Linked DNA regions of Zea mays: region 2 is linked to region 1. A link is a contact called in public Hi-C data. All regions are on one chromosome and are shown on one strand. The core of a region is the stretch at or near the end of the contact, and the rest is flanking DNA. Distances in the headings are between cores, read along the strand shown. Region 1 has its middle 180 kb from the start of TRNAC-GCA. Region 2 has its middle 190 kb from the start of LOC100216896.

Region 1 (5,096 bases), core at 1,906-4,405:
TGACTAGAGAAGTTGGAGATTTGCACAAGTTCCTATGTGTTTGTGCAGACAATCCGACCGGGGGTTGGTGGACCGTCCGCAAGTGCTAAATGAGGATTGGCAGGGGTTGTGTGTGTTTTTGGTTATTTGTGTTGCGGGTTGTCCGAGGTTTGATCTTGGATAGTACTATATCCTACGCCACAGGTCGTACGACCATGGTTGGCGGACAGTCCGCATGTGTTAAAGCCAGATGAGCAGAGCTCGGGTTATTAAAGTGACATGTCACGGACTGTCCGACCAGGGTCGACACACCATCCAGCCCTAGGGCGTGGATCATCTGCAAGTGTGCAGGAAGGGGGCAGCTTGCTCATAACGGCTAGTATTGAGTGGATAGGTATAAATATAAGTGGTTCTCATGTATGAGAGCTCTCCTGGCCATTCCCAGCATACATTGAGAATATTTGAGGTCTTCCAACACTCTCACTCACCACATTGCTTGAGATTGCATTCTAGCGAGTGATTGAGTGAATCTAGTGATTGTCATCGGCTTGTTACTCTTGGAGGTTGACGCCTCCTAGATGGCTTGGTGGTGACTCCATCAAGCTCTTCATGAAGAATGTGAAGGAGCCACGAAGGAGATTGTGAGGGTTCACGCCTACCTCGCCAGAGCGGCAAAGGCGACGCTAGTGGAACCGAGGTATTCAGTGTTTCCTTGTCCGCTTGGCTTAAAGATCAAGCCGTGTCTTAATAGAGAAGCATGTGAGAGCTTGGAATACACCTCAATGTGGATTAGTGGTGATCGACAAATCACTGAGACCACAGGAAAAATTCGGTGTCTCTCTATTATTCATTACTTGTTCTCTTGCAATAGCTTATGATTAGTGAATCAATGTCCTTCCTAGATTGCATACATATCTTAGCTCAACATAAGCTAGAGAATTTATATATCTTGTCGTACTAATTAAATTTCTCTATTGTTTATATTTTTTGTCAAAACCGTCTATTCACCCCTCTAGCCGGTGTCCTAGATCTTACACTAGAGCTCAAGCTATCGATGTTTAGCACCAGCAACACACTATGAGATGTATCACGTAGTGATTTTGTGGTTGGCGAGATCGACGATTAGCTCAATGGTTCATGTAAAGCATAACAGAACACAAGGATCTATACAGGTTCATGCCACAGAGATGCGTAAAATCCTACGTCATGTGTGATGATGAGATAGAATTACTCCTGATTTCGAGGTTACAGAATACCTAAGAACTATGCTCTAGCTATGCCTATCTGAGGATCCAATCATTTTGTAGGGATCCATAACCCGCATTATATATCTCGACGAGGTTAGGGTTACATGGGACCAAACATATTACTATTGATACGTCTATATCTGTGGCACCGACTCTGACTAGCATGCAAACATGTGATTCTGTTGACTTATCTTCTCTGCCTGTGCGGAAGTTAGTTACAAAATAGTCACACCATTGTCTTTGAGCTCCGCATTGTTATCCTCTAGTTTGAACTTACTGGTTAGTCTACAAGGCCTGCTCATCTGACCTGTTGAGGTCATTTGGAGGCCTGTAAACTGAATCTGGCCCATGGATACCTAGGGGATATCTATCCCCACAACCCCGTGTTGAGTGTAGTATCCATTCTAGCGTCGTCGTGTCACCCCTATCGCCCTCACACATCCACTCTGCCAGCACACTCTTCGCGACCTCATTTTTCCGGAGACAAGGTCTAGCCACAGGAATGTTGGATCCAATAGAATGATAGATATAAACCAGAGAATCGCCATCCCGCCACCGACACAATAACCAGCCACACTAACAATGACGACTCAAGGCAAGGTTATAGAACCAACCAAGTGAACGATGGTTTAACACGAAGGGATGATGGATCTAACCATCGGAACGCTGAAACATGTGTAGTAATGCTGGCGAAGACGCTGGGACAACGACGCTCCTTCGAAGCGTGTGTGCCTCCCCTTAGATTATTTCATCCAACATTGATGGAACATTTTATTCATCATTCTTCTATTTATTATTAGCTTATAAGGAACAAGTTAACAAAATACTAGTTTGTTTGGTTTTCTACTTAAGGCGCCACAATCTGCCTAAGCTTAGTCGTTCGAATTGAAGAACTAAGCTTAGGCAGAAAAGTTAGGCATGTTGTGGTGCCTTATGCAGCAAACCAAACAACCCCTAGATGCTTCTATTACTACTGGATCTATTTCACAGGCAGTGGCGAAAAAAGAGGTAACTACACCCTGCCCGCACATGCCTCCACCGTCGGATCTGGAGGTTAAAGATCTCGGGACTCTTAGGATTGGGGTTTTTTACGTGCCTTCCTACAAAGAAGAGAGGTGAAACCGTGAAAGCCTGCAATGCATTCTCCGGCCAAAATGCTGATCAAAAACAGGCAAAGAGAGTTTTGCAAGTCACTCATAAATAGGGATGGCAACGGGAAGCTTCCCATCCTTGTCCCTGCTACAAGAAATTTCCCCGCAGTGATCCCAACAAACGCTTGCGGGGGACATTTATTTTCCATCCCCATTCCTCGCAGGGATAAATCTCCGACGGGAATCTTTGTTCTAGCTTAAATTATAATTAGGACATACTTCCTTTGTCATTAATGTACAACATTGTCACTTATATGTTATCAAATGTAAAAAATCATTATATGTACATCAAAATGAAAACATTTGCATAATGAATGATCTCGTGACAAAATGATTACTTATTTTTTTCATTAATTATTACATGAAATATATCGTCACGTGAAAGTTTAACGAGCTCTCACAGAAACAGGGATAAAAAATGCTTCCTTGTACCATTTACTCGTCGGAGAAGATTTTTTTCTCGTTTACATAAGTGTGGGGAAAGGAACTTATCCCGCGGTAAGGAGTCAGGATTAGATACTCTTTGAGATCTTACTCGTAAAGCGCTTTCCAGCTTGTCAAATAAAATTACTTCTCCAAATCCGGTGGAACGGCTAGGGGCCGGGTGGCTTCCCTTGTTGGTTGGTGCCGATGCCGCAGCTACGTGACGTAACGTCAGGTAAGGCAGTCCGGGCCGGCGTGACGCGCTCTGAGTCTGGAGTTGCAGGAGTCAACCAACAGTACTAGAGTTGTCGCGCTCGCCGCGTCACGAACGACACACGTCGGTGTGGCCGTGTGGCCAGACGGGCGTTCCAGGAGCGTCGTGTCGGTGCGATCTGCGTCTGATTGGCGTGGGCGCCGGACCCAGAGGAGCGCGTGACGAGGATCCGAGTCACCCACCGTCCGGCTTGGCGGCACGTGCTGCCTCGGTTCCTGACACTGCTCGGTGTTCGGGTGGTAGAAGAGACGAGCAGGCGCGGCGACCAATGGTTAGGTGAGGTTTGCGTCCAAAGCAGGCACGCATTCTGGGCGGATCCATCGCGTTTGCTCGCCGCGTCCGATTGGAAGCTGCTATGTTCCTACTGCCATGGCTTTGTCGGCAGTTGGGCACACGACACTAACCGCAAAACTAGGAAACCCTCGAAACAGGAGTTGTTTAGAGCACGTGCAATATACGATGGTTAAACATGATTTAACAATATTGTTGCTATAAACACCATACTCATCCATACCAATACAACAAGGTCCTGTTTGTTCTATCCGAGCTAAAAATTAGCTAATAGTAGAGTGTTTAGTTCCCTAGATAATAGACTAGCTAGTTCCCTAGATAATAGACTAGCTAGTGTACCTTTTCTATTTGGGCTACCACTAAAAAATTATACCGCATGTAAACATGTTATCCTAAACGGTAAACAGTCGGTCATCCTTTGATTAACGTTTCATCGGATTACACAGACGTTGAAACGAACTAAAAAACGGATTATACTTGATTAAACGGATTAAACGGCATAAACAGATTATACTGAGTAACATTTAAATGGCGTTTAAACGGTCTAAACGGCCATTTAGGATAACAATATATAGGTTATAGGTCAATCACCTAGTATTAATTGTCATTAGCTGATGTCTAAATTATAATATAATAATGAAATTCATGCTGCAGACTTTATATAGTCCATTTGTTGCATAATTTTCTATGGCCAACATGGCACGGTGTCGCAGATGCATTGTTTCATCCTTGTTTGATTGGGCTTGGACAAACAAGCTTGAAACACAGATTCTAATTACAATATTTGACTCATGTCTTGTCTTTCTTGATCGGAGTTGGAATTAATTCACCTTTTGAATTAACTGCTTACTTAACTTTGTGGCATGTTGTCGGCATAAGCACAAGGATCACCAGCACTTATTTGCATCGGTTAGGCAATGATCAATCATGACATGATGATGATGTCTGCTGCAGCTTACCAGGGATTAAATCTGTTTGGTATTTCTTGGATTATGTCCATTTTTATGACAAAGCTAAAGTTTAGCTCATGTCACATTGAATATTTGAATGAAAATTACGAGTATTAAATATAGTCTGACAGATTAAAACTAAAAGATGTGACAAATTTGTTAAACTTAATTATTTTATACTCCTAATTGATATTCAAATGTTTGATGTGATACGAACTAAACTTTAGTCAGGAGAACTAAACACCCCCGAAAATTTATAGGACTTTGCTAGACATGGCTTACTTCAGTACAACCTTTTGTGCTTGACCACCAGAGCATCGGCATAATTCGGTACAACAGTTGTATCCATGATGTACATGTTTTCATTTGATGGGAAAAATTCTAGGCCTACATAAGCGCGTCTACAAGCAAAAGGTGCACGAGTGTACACCAAAAGTAAGGAGCTTAATATCAAGCGTCCTAAATTTATTATCGAACTGATGTGTGATTTAGGATATCTGGAAATTATTTACCAGGTTAATTATGTCATAGATTAAGGTATATGCATTTGTGTTGAAGTTGTTTGTCAAAGCAAAAGTGGCATTATGATAATGTTGTCTTTGCGGTGTGCCGGTGTCGTTCTGTCCGTTGGATCCCATTGTCTTTTTTATGTGTAATGTTTTATATCCAATAGTTTTTTGTTCTTTCACAGTATTAGGGTTAGTTTGATAACCTCATTTTCCTAAGGGATTTATATTTCTCAAGGGAAATTAGTTTATTTTCCCTTGGGAAAATAGAAATC
Region 2 (5,391 bases), core at 1,216-3,715, 280 kb after region 1:
TTCTAATTATAACTTCGGGAGTAATTTGATGAAGAAAGATCTGGAATATCTTCAACACTTCAACCACAAATTTGCTCAATGGGAACCGAAGGCCTGCCTTCATAAAGCTTCGGTAAACAACAACTTCATTTTCTTCAGGAGCAGGGGCGGTGCTGTCTCCTCCAACCTTCACAATAGACATATCACGAAAGTACCTTCCCCTCATGGCGTCAACCTGACTTTGTTTAATGGTCGACTTTCCGAAGATAGTATGGCTTGGCCGCCAGTGTCGATCTTCAGAATCTTCACTCCACTTTCCACATAAAAATCATTACTGTCATCAGAATCTTCAGATAAATCCGCCATTATCTTCTTGGTAATCTTCTCTGTATTTGTTTTTGTCATAGATTCATAAAACCCAGCAATAAAAGGGTCCACAACCTTCTTCTCCTCGGCCACCTTCGTCACCTCAGACATCTTCTTCTCCTCAGACATTTCTTCAAAACTCCAATATATCACAAAGATTGAAAATCAAGAAAGAGTTGATGGCAAGAGAATTAAAAATTTGAGAAAATAACACGAGGAACAGAAATGGCGTAACAAATGCTGTTGTTGTGGGTTTCTATTTATACACCTAGCGCATTGCAACTTGACGGGCCCCATTTGTCCTTGACTTTCGCTATTCTAGCGAAGGGAAGGTGTTTTTTCGGACCTTCGGCTTAAGGCCTTCGTTCATGTCGCAGTCTGAAATTGTTGTTACAAGAACAAATTAATATTGCGAGGGCTACTGTTGGGGGCCTTCATCTTCTGAAGGTCCTCAAAAACACGACTAACATTCTTTCCAAGTATAATATACTGTCACAGGAACCTTCGGCTTTGAGATGAAGGTGTGCACGACATGAAAGGAGCGATCCAGGAGAAGGATGAATCAATTTCGAAGCTACGGATGAAGAAGCTTCGGCTTAGCGCAAGGGCGGTGATGGAGAATGGAACCGACCTAAAGGAGAATATACTGCCAAGTCCTCGAATGATTACTCCTTAGTCAGTAGTAAGTGTCAAGGACATGGATGTAATTTTACCCAGGCTGCGTCCTGTGCCTATAAATAGATGAACAATAACACCGTACTGTTCACTCTGACTTGTAATCACTTGCACGTCGTTCTTGGATTCTCACCTCCTGTTAAGCCGAAGGTACAAATGTAATTAATATCATCAATGCTTGTTCATGATTATATAATGAGAACACAAATAATCTGATGGTTTAATGTGATTAACATGTTCTTTTCTATGTTTCATATGTTTCTGCTTTCATTATTACATACTGAAATTATGAAGGTATGTCCTTCATAACCTTCGTCTGAAGATCATTATATCCGCAGGGAGATAATGCTTCGAAAGACGAAGGTCTTTAACCATTAACATTTGTGTTGCCTTGTTCTTAACTCAGCATTTGAGAACAAGTCCCCAACAAAAATAATTTGCCACAAGTCTTCAGGGTGATGACCAGCCTCCAAGAAATTACTCCAGTAGACGATTGATCCATCGATAACGTGATCTACACATAAAGTAAAGATGCATGCTATGATCATGATGCGATGATGAAATGAACACATAGTGGATAAAGGATCTAAAATAATAACATTTGCGTGCAGCTCTCCGACACAGCACACTTTTACCCTGAATCTTTAATAAAACTCTAGCTACTCCTCTAACGAGAGGAGTCGAACCCGAGACAAAATAAAACACACGCCATGGGTCAACTTATTGAATTGTGGTCCATGGACTTCAGACAAACCCAAAATCAGAGCAACAAATTAATTACTTTAAAACTTCTATTTAGTTACTTATTTCATTAGAGGTAAGTGTATTTTTAATTAAGTGGTAATTTATAGATTAACTGAACACGCTTCCAATCTATTCAAATTATTCTGTGAGCTAATTTGCCTACGCAATCCAAGGCCAAGCTGAGATTCGTGAAAATGGCGACAAACCCGACTCATGTACTACGCCAAACACCTAACTTATGACGCACGAAACTACATTACTAACAGATTTTTCTCCTGCATCCACACATACAAACAAACAAACAACTATACCTTCTCTACCACACGACTAGCGGATGGAGTGAAAGGAACATGCGAATCTGCACGGAGGAAAACACGCCGAGCACGATGGCCAGTTGGGCGTGAGAATCGGTGGGGTAGACGATGAGGACGAAGATAGTGAACGATGACAACGAAGCGAGGCGAGCAGGGAGTTGACGGCGTGCAAGCTTGGGACTCCACCAAACTCGAGGACGGGTCTGACAACTTGGCGAGACGTTGGCGAGGCAAGGTTTGTCGAGCGCTTCGATGAGGAGCACGCGTGCAGGTCCTTGTGATGTTTGGGGTCAGGGTCAGAGAAGCGCGGCGCTGTTGGGAACAGTGGTCGATGGCTCGGGGCTGAACACAGTCGCAAAGCGGCCCAGCGAGGTTGCTGTAGGCGAAAGGAAACGGATGGAGCACCCACAGGGATCCCTGCAGGCGCCGGACGGCTTGCCCGCACAAGGGAGAAACATCCAGGTAAGGGCGTTGACGAAGGATTTCCCAGGGAGCCGAGCTTCATCAGATGAATATAGGAGGCGACCATGGTACCAGGAACCGTGTCGAGTGGATTCTGGAAACAGGAAAGAGTAACGTGAGAGGATAAGAGAGGGAGATATGGGCGGTGGGGAAGATTTTCTAGTGATGATCGTATTCTGGATAAGGGCGATGAGGATGGTTGAGGATTTTTTTTCAAGTTAGCTGTACATCACAGGAATAAGGATGAGGATGTACGGGGTTTTTCTAGGGAGAGGAGACGTACATGGCATGGATGGCTGAGCGATGGGATAAGAGAGAAATTTGTTTTTTTAATATATATAACCTCCTTGTCGATATACATTTTAATGCAATAAACACTCCAAGGTTTGATTTTCAGATTATGACACATCTAGACTAAAATTCATACTACAACAAATTAAATAATTATTATTTGACTCAATTTCGGATTCAATTTTTTATCAACAGATACATGTTGATCCGAACTAGTGCGACACAAGCCGCAAGACCTAATTTTGATTCTTAAAATTATTGTTACCCCATGTTGGTAATTTATTTAGTGACTAGCCCCTTGCTACTCGCCCAAATGACCTATCTGGTAACAAAACAAACTTTTTGTACCAAGAAATAAAAATAGAGCTTTCTCCAGTTTTATTTTACCTGAGAACATAAAATAAAATTTCGATTCTTAAATACGGCTTTTATCAAATTGACACACATTTTCATCACAAACCATGCATAAGCATTACAAGTTATATTATTTTAAAGTGAATGCAACACATGATTAACCTTTTTAGAATAATCACATGGGATGCTGATGCTCAAGATGATGTCATGCTTAAATTTTAGTGGCGCTTAACACCTAGGTTGTTATAGCACAACCCCCCTAAAAAGAAATCTTGCCCCGAGATTTAAGAACAACTAAAGGCTTAGGTTAGGAGGAGAAGAAGAAGATAGTATTCACAACCACTTCGAAATTCTTTACACACCAACCGGATGATGTACCAAGTTGCACTTGCTGGCTAGCGATTACATTACAATACTGTAAGTTTTTTAAACCAAAGCAAGAAAATCTGGAAAATTCTCCACAAGAAAATCTTCAGATTCCCAAGTAGCTTCGTCTTTAGAATGTTTGTTCCATTGCACCTTATAAAACTTGATTGTTCTCCTTCGAGTGATGCGATCCTTCTAATCTAATACTCGAATTGGATATTCTGAATAAGTCAGATCCGGTTCGAGATTGGCCTCTGAGACATCCATAGCTTGCTCTGGCACTCGAAGACATTTCTTCAATTGTGATACATGGCACACGTTATGAACTGCGGACATATGCTCTGGCAACTGAAGGCGATAAGCTACTGGTCCACACTGTTGAATAATTCCGAAGGGACCAATATAGCGAGGTGCGAGTTTTCCTTTGACGCCAAAGCGATTAACACCTTTCATTAGTGATACCTTTAGATAGATATAATCACCAACCTTGAACACCAAGGGTCGATGCTTTCGGTTAGCATAACTCTTATGACGAGACTGTGCTATCTTCAGGTTGCGTTGGATAAGTTGAACCTTTTCCTCAGCTTCATTTACCAGGTCGGGTCGAAAGAAACATCTTTCTCCAGGTCCAGACCAGTTTAAAGGAGTCCTGCATCTTCTACCATACAGAGCTTCAAAGGGTAACATCTTGATACTCTCTTGATGATTGTTATTATAAAAAAATTTGGCAAGAGGGAGACATTCATCCCATTTTTCTGAAAAGACCAGAACACATGCCCTCAACATGTCTTCCAGTATCTGATCTTTCTGTTTGCCCACTCGTTTGAGATGATAGGTTCAACTGTGAATCAGTTTAGTGCCCAATGACTTATGCAACTCCTCCCAAAACTTGGAGACAAACTGTGGACCTCTATCTGACACAATTGTCTTAGGTACTCCATGCAGACTTACGACACGGGCGATGTACAGTTGAGCACAAGTGAGAACAGGACAATTGCTCTTGGCGGGGATGAAATGGGCTGACTTGGTAAGAAGATCCACGATGACCCAAATAGAATCATACCCACTCGATGTCTTGGGCAAACCGACGATGAAGTCCATACTGATGTCTTCCCACTTCCAAGCTGGAATAGGCAATGGTTGTAGTCGTCCGGCAGATTTTAAGTGCACAACCTTCACCCTTTGACAAATATCGCACTTGGCGACATAGAGAGCAATTTCAATCTTCATTTTGGTCCACCAAAACCTTTGTTTCAGATCCTGATACATCTTGTTACTTCCTGGGTGAATGGAGTATCGGGATAAGTGAGCTTCATCAAGTATCTGTTGACGTAACTCAGGAACTTTTGGGACTACCAAATGGTTTTGGAACCAAAGAACACCATTTTCATCAATTCTAAAACATGTAGCCATTCCTGCTACAACTCGCTCCTTGATATGAGCTATTCCCTTGTTGACATTTTGAGCATCAACAATTTGACTTTGGATAGTTGATTCAAGAATGAGATTAGCTATGGTTCCTTGATGAACTATTTCCAAATTCAACCTTTCCATTTCCTGGCACAAGGTAACAATTAAAGGTTTTGCCGAAAGACAGTTACACTGAGACTTACGGCTAAGAGCATCTGCCACAACATTAGCGTTGCCAGGATGATAATGAACTTCAAGATCATAATCTTTAATCAACTCTAGCCACCTTCTCTGTCTCATGTTCAATTTGGACTGGGTAAAAATGTGCTTCTGACTCTTATGGTCAGTGTAAATGTGACATGTATTACCTAGCAAATAATGTCGCCAAATCTTGAGCGCATGAACAACAGCAGCCACCTCAATATCATGG

Evidence for each region. Hi-C and Micro-C count contacts between places; a contact is called where the count stands out from the background.
Region 2: a contact with region 1 is called in a Hi-C map of leaf, with 2.7 times the contacts expected there. The contact joins two enhancer-like sites. A contact is called at or near these places in 10 of 25 Hi-C or Micro-C datasets (bundle sheath, ear, endosperm and 3 more).

What each region holds. Positions count from the first base shown.
Region 1 is chr4:112,739,101-112,744,196 of Zm-B73-REFERENCE-NAM-5.0, forward strand. No RefSeq gene overlaps it. Among protein-coding and RNA genes, the nearest start is that of TRNAC-GCA, 180 kb to the left of the region's middle. Within about 2 kb of position 3,156, at least 19 of the 20 cell types and tissues checked have an H3K27ac peak or open chromatin away from gene starts, as enhancers often do. A contact at or near this core is called in bundle sheath, leaf and leaf mesophyll, where this site is marked.
Region 2 is chr4:113,017,711-113,023,101 of Zm-B73-REFERENCE-NAM-5.0, forward strand. No RefSeq gene overlaps it. Among protein-coding and RNA genes, the nearest start is that of LOC100216896, 190 kb to the right of the region's middle. Within about 2 kb of position 2,466, at least 8 of the 20 cell types and tissues checked have an H3K27ac peak or open chromatin away from gene starts, as enhancers often do. A contact at or near this core is called in bundle sheath, leaf and leaf mesophyll, where this site is marked.